Linked DNA regions of Mus musculus: region 1 is linked to region 2. A link is a contact called in public Micro-C data. All regions are on one chromosome and are shown on one strand. The core of a region is the stretch at or near the end of the contact, and the rest is flanking DNA. Distances in the headings are between cores, read along the strand shown. Region 1 holds the start of Aff2 (AF4/FMR2 family, member 2). Region 2 has its middle 210 kb from the start of Gm6812.

Region 1 (3,124 bases), core at 273-2,772, 260 kb before region 2:
TGCTCCTGTGGCTGCCTCCTTCCTCATCTAAACACTTGGGCATGGGCGGGGGGACTGGTACATTAAAATATTGTGACTTATAAAGAACGATAATGTTTATAGTAAATGGTGAAGTTTTTCTAAAGTTAATAGATCTGAGGAGCACTATGCATGTGCGCCTGTACATCAACACAGAGAGAAAGAACTTTCTGCTCCCCCACCCCCACCACAGTCACCTTTGCACCATGTTTCAGGATCTCTCCGCAACTTTACGGTATTTTGTTTAAAGCAGGCTAAACCTGGGGATTCTAGCTGTGTGTCCAATACACAAACCTAAGGCTGCCTCCCACTGGGAAGCCAATGGGGGTTCAGAGGCTAATTAAATGTTCATTGACTTCGGAGCTGAAGACTTTAGGGGCCAACTTCAAACACCCTTCCACTTGAAAGTCAAGCGCTAAAGGCAACTGGACTGGAGGTCCCTAGTGCAGTGGCCCCTGAAGACGCTGCTCTGAGAAGAGGAACTTAGGCTGGATAGGCATTAGGTTTTGGACCCATGCCTTTCTGGGTGGGGATTGAGGTGGCAACAGCGTGGGCGGTGGCCGCTGAGCAAGCTGAGGGTGGCCTCTGGGTACCTGGCTGTCGCTTTTTCTCCCGCCACTGGCTGCAGGCACTGGCAACTGGAAAGTTAAAGCATTTAAGACTGGATCCTACCCAATCAGCCACTGGTGAGAAAAGACCCCAGGAGGTTGTTGTGCGGGTGGGTGGCACTGAAGCTGCTATGGGCCGGCTGCAACTCTTTAGACTTGGAGTGCAAAGGGATGCTCTTGCCCACATCTTTCCCTGTCCCCGCACCTCCCCCATCCCAGCACCCGACCAAGGAGTCACTGAAGCCAAAGCTAGAGGTGTCTGGGAGCAAGTGGGAGAGTGTCCGGGGCGCCCCCCACAACAGCTCTGGCTCCTCTTAACAAAGGCGAAAAGCCCAGACCAGACCGGGGATCCCGCTCATCAAAAGAGAAGGGGAATTTTAACACCTACCACTGCTGCTCCAAGTCCCAATCCCTGAAAAAGTCGAATAGATCCATAGCGGCGGGGCGGCGGCGGCTGGCGGCCGTCTGTCCCTGCTCGCTGCGTGTCGGCGCGGCTCTGAGCTGCGCGGCTCTCTGGCTGCGGTCGGCGGCGCGGCTCTCTGGCCCTCCTACCCGGTTAAAAGTGCTGGGGCCGCATCAGCGGCAGCGGCGGGCGCCCGGGGTACCTAGTCCTGCGCTCCGGAGCAGTGGCGGCAGCGGAAGCGATGGCACCGGGCAGGCAAGAGCCTGACCTCCCGCTCTGGTCCACTCGCTCCGCGGCTGCCCGCTTGCCCAGCGCGTCCGGGCTGCGGTGGCGGCCGCTTAGAGCTGGGGTCGCCTGGGCCGCCCGCCTGGCAGGCTGCTGGCGGGTGGCGACGGCAGAGGCGGGGGCGAGCGAGGCAGTGGCAGTGGCGCGGCGCGGCAGCCGGGGCGGCAGCAGCGGCGGCGGCGGCTGCACAGGCGGCGGCGGCCGAGACAGCATCACACACTTACACACTCACAGGGGGCGGAGCCTGGACAGCTCGAAGCCGCGACATGGAGCAGACACGTTATCATCCTTGGATCTGGCAGGGGCTAGCCCCGCCCGCCCTTGCTCCTGGATGCCCCCCACCCCCTGTCAAAATCAGCTGATGGGGGCAGTTGCAGAGCTGAAGACTCAGACCTAGCCCAGGACCCAGAGGAGGTCCTGGGACCCAGACAGGGGAACACAGAAGGTGGTCTCACTGTACCAGAGTGTAGACTAGCAGAATGGGACACCCTCACCCCAACCTACCACTGGGATGTAGTATTTGCCATCAGAAAAGAGTGCACAAACTGCTGCAAGGAAGGGCTAGCGCCCTGCTGCCATTGCCTGTAGTCCCTGCCCAGACATTCTTTTCAGACCACTGGATCAAACTTTTGCGTCCCCAGCATCCCTCTGGGCTGCATCACGGGGCATGTGTGTTCAGGGAGGACAGGGCGGTCACCTTCACCATTTCTGCGGTGCTGCGCATCCCAGCCGAGTTCACGCTGCAATATCCTCTTAGGCTGAAGTAGTACTGGTCCCTCAGTAGGTCAGCAAGCTCTGGGCCCTGGATTTAGTAAGCTGCAATGGGAGGGATAAAGGGCGTCCCCTTGAGTGGTCCTTGGGATAAGTGGTTATAGTACTAGTTTCTTCCAACCTTAAGCTTTGGGCAAAAACCTCCTGCATTTTCCTTCTCTGAGAAACAGGAAAACCGCTGGGTGTGTGCCCACTATCCCACGCACCAGCTGCTTTTCTCCCTTCTGGCTTGAGAACAGTCTCTCTGCACGTGGAGGGCTTAACCACACCCCTCTCCTCCTTCCAGCTTGTCCTTCTAGTCCAGGAAAGGATGAATCCATTCCTTTAGCGAGTTCCTCAAAGGAAAAGTTTCCTCATCTACTCAAGAGAAAAAGGATATACAGGATTATAAAGGCTTGTTCAATTTGGAGTCCCAGACATCTGAATTACTTTCCTACTGTCCTTACCGGGAAGGTACAGTATTGGCACTGTGCTGAAATCCTAGGGCCAGAAGTGAGCAGAGCGGTAGACAACATTGACAAAACCTCCTAGCCTCAGTTTTCCCATCTGTACAACTAAAGTATTACCCTAGTGGCCATCAGGCTTATCCTGATCTCTTTCCTTTTCCTATTTGAATATTTGTTTTTAATCACCTCACACACTCAAAACCATCTAGATAGCCTTGCTTTTTGATCTTGACGAACTAGGAGTCCCCACTAGGTCATTTGCTCAAGATCTAACATCTCTCCTGGAGGGGAGGGAAAAAAAAAGTCAGATTGCAACCTTAAACGAGAGAAGCTGTACACCATATAACAGAAAGAACCACAGCTCTATCTTTGGATTGCTTACACCCAGGGCTTATTTATTTATTTATTTATTTAGGTAAGGGGAAGAAAGCACATTGTTGACATGGAGAAGTAAAGCTCCAAGATGCTACAATTTCTGTATTCGGTGGGACTTTACCCAATGTGTATTTTGCACGAACCCAAGTCTTCTACAGATACTAGTGAACTGACAGAAAATCAACCAATGGACAGCCAAAGGGAGACCATGTTTCAAA
Region 2 (2,973 bases), core at 301-2,800:
ACTGGTTTAACTAATAAGGTTGGCATAAGATTAGTTATTTGGAAAGTCTCACAACAGCCAACGCAACAAGCAAATGGAGCTAACTAGTTTGATAAGTTGGGAGAAAATAGGAACTCACGCCACTGAGACAAACATCCTTAGGATTTTCAGCACTTATTCACAAATGACAGTATTTTCTGTTAAAGCTGCTCTCAGAGCACCACAAACAAAGAGAATCGACTTCTCACTTCACCTTCTCTGAAAAAATAAAAGACTGTTGACACAGCTCATCTTTAAACCTGTGGTTTATGGTCCTTGGATACCCCCAAACCAGATCCTCTAGCAAAGGGGGAGGAATCACTGTGAATGGATAAACATACCATTCCCTAAAGTAAATTCTAATTCCTTCACCTAATAATTCAGGCTTTCCCATCTTCAGAAATATGAAATGGGGTGATGGAACATTAAGCCAAAATAAATGCTGTAAGTGCCAAGGAACTAAAGAATCAACCCCTGAAAATTTACAAAACGAATTAGCAGCACATGAGTAGGCAGAGCATACGGCAGAAAACAGTGAGAAACACTGCCCAGATCATTTCTTTCCTATTATTTCCTGTAATCATCACAGAAATTCATTCTAATCATTCATATTTTTATTCATTCATCTATTTGTTTTTAAGAAAATAAAATCATGAAGACCTACTGTGTGCCAGGCAATGTTCCAGGTACTAGAAAGATTGTGGAAATAAGATAACAATTGTCTTTATTTTCATGCAGCTCATCTCTGGTAATCGGAAATCAGCATGAAAAACAGATAAAATTGTACAGGTACAAGAATTATAAATAAAATGGAAATGGACAGATGTCACAGGGAGAATATGGATACAGGCACTCCTTTCTGATGATTCAATAGGTCTGAGGACTAAGTCTGAGTACAGGCCTCATGGATGGAAGGAGCCAGTCATGCAAATACAAATTTGCAGATATATGAAAAATAATACTCCAAGAAGAGGGAATATCTAGAGAAATGTAATGTTTTCACAAATGCAAGCTTATGTTTAGAGGGGCTGGAACTTATCAAGCCTGGTGAATGTAACAGATAGTCAAAGAAACTGGCAGGGACTGACTAGTAAAGACCTCATAAGCACTGGATAGGAATGCAGAGTGTGGACTGTATCTCAAGCACAATGACATAAGACGATTTGCATTTTAGAAGAATTTTTTACTTAGCCAAAGAGATTAGTGGCAGATAACGATGGGTATAAGGGAATGATAATGAACGTACAATAAAGAGAGAACCAGATACTGGCCAGTGCCTTGCTAGAAAAAGCGAGACATAAACAAAGATTGGCTCAGCTTTAATGTAGACCTCATGAGATTTGCTACTGGATTCACTGCGTAGAGATTGAAAGAAAAGAGTCAAGAGCTTGCGTAGGAACTGATTAGACAGTGGTGTCAGGTTTCTGAAATGAAAAGCAGTAAAAGAAGACGATTAGAAGTCTATTATGATTATCTACTAATACTGCAATAAAACGTTTTAATTGTGTTTATAGATAAGAGGACTATGTCAGAAGGCCATGCAGCCAGAGTATCCACGCTGTCCTGGCTAGTTTCCCAGGCTATGGAATGTCCCAGGGTCAAGTAGCAAATATCTCTTCCAAGGTTCTCTTCTTCCCTACAACTTCTTTCCCTATGGAAACAAGCTCCACTTACTTTCCCCTGCTGCCACGCTGCTTTCTTGTCTTCTCACTGCTCAACTACTCCTTATCCACTGCTCCAAGAGCACACCCCATTACCCACTACAACATGGGAAAGGGTAACTTTAATAAAGGATTTTCCAATCTCATGGTGATGCTTTTACCTCCAGAAAAAAAAAAACAAACAAACAAAAAAAAGCAACTATGCTCAGACATAGAACATGAAAGTTAGAGTGACGCTGGCTCATTTCATATTTTGTTTGACTATCATGGTGTTATAAACATTGTTTAAATGCTTTTTTGTTCAAAGAATTATCATGCAGACTCCTGGATGTTTAAAAAAGCAATTTGTAAAAATATTATTTTATGATATTTTTGGATATTTAAAATAACATTTTATATGTGAGTGTGTCATAGTTTAACTGAAGCTCTGACAAGTGGGGTGACAATCTTCTTCCTCCAGAATTCATACTCTATCTAACATAAACAGAGAGCTGGGTACGGGAAACCTCTGATTAAATTTTTGGTTAGGGAAGTACAAGAGACTTCTAAAATAATATACACTATTGTCATTGCCTTTGCTTGCCTCAAAAAAAAAAATGAAGGTAAGACCCTTTTTCTGAATATAGCACATACTTTAGCCATAAGCTTTGGAAGAACCACTATGGATCTGTCCTGGAAACCACCTCACTGAGGACCAGCTCTCATAATTTTGGAAAGAGCCATTCAAGCTGCCAACAGAGAAGAGCAATTAAATAGTCCTATCCAGCTGCAACACCAAGGAACCATTATGACAAGTATGGCAAGATATTCTGAAAAGTACAATAGTGATGTTTATATCTTAAAGGTAAGCAACAATCACTCAATCAAATATTAAGGCCTATTCAATAAGAGGAAATCTGTGTCTGGTACTATAAATTTGCTAACTACCTTTGAGAGATAGGACCACAGAATCCACTGGATAACCTATTGTAACCAATTTTCTAAACCGGCATAAACTCTAATGCCATACTAAATATTTATCCTTATATCCATATATATGTGTAGCTTTTGTGCATCATCAAAGGAACATCTTTTCTGCAGTAGATTTAATCATTTAAAAAGTGCAGTTTAATCATTAAACAATGTGTTGTTCCTTGGGAGGTTCAGCCAGCAACTGACCAATGCAGATGTGAATGCTTAGAGCCAACCATCAGACTGAGTTCAGGGACCCTGGTGGGGGAGCTGGAAGAAGGACTGGAGGAGCAAATGGGGACTGCCAACCATATGAAGAATAATATCAGCTGGCTGGACCACC

The links. A called contact is a pair of places that touch in the nucleus more often than the background predicts.
Region 1: a contact with region 2 is called in a Micro-C map of granulosa cells, with 2.9 times the contacts expected there. The contact joins the promoter of Aff2 here to the enhancer-like site in region 2. A contact is called at or near these places in 5 of 39 promoter capture datasets (frontonasal cranial neural crest, hippocampal neurons, liver and 1 more), 1 of 484 Hi-C or Micro-C datasets (granulosa cells) and 2 of 9 other capture datasets (embryonic stem cells and liver).

The regions. Positions count from the first base shown.
Region 1 is chrX:69,358,729-69,361,852 of GRCm38.p6, reverse strand. It overlaps Aff2 (AF4/FMR2 family, member 2), which reads right to left and starts at 1,522. Exons shown (of 20, transcript NM_008032.3): 1 at 1,015-1,522. The coding sequence starts at 1,061.
Region 2 is chrX:69,099,023-69,101,995 of GRCm38.p6, reverse strand. No RefSeq gene overlaps it. Among named protein-coding and RNA genes, the nearest start is that of Gm6812, 210 kb to the right of the region's middle. Within about 2 kb of position 1,550, at least 3 of the 459 cell types and tissues checked have an H3K27ac peak or open chromatin away from gene starts, as enhancers often do. A contact at or near this core is called in granulosa cells, where this site is marked.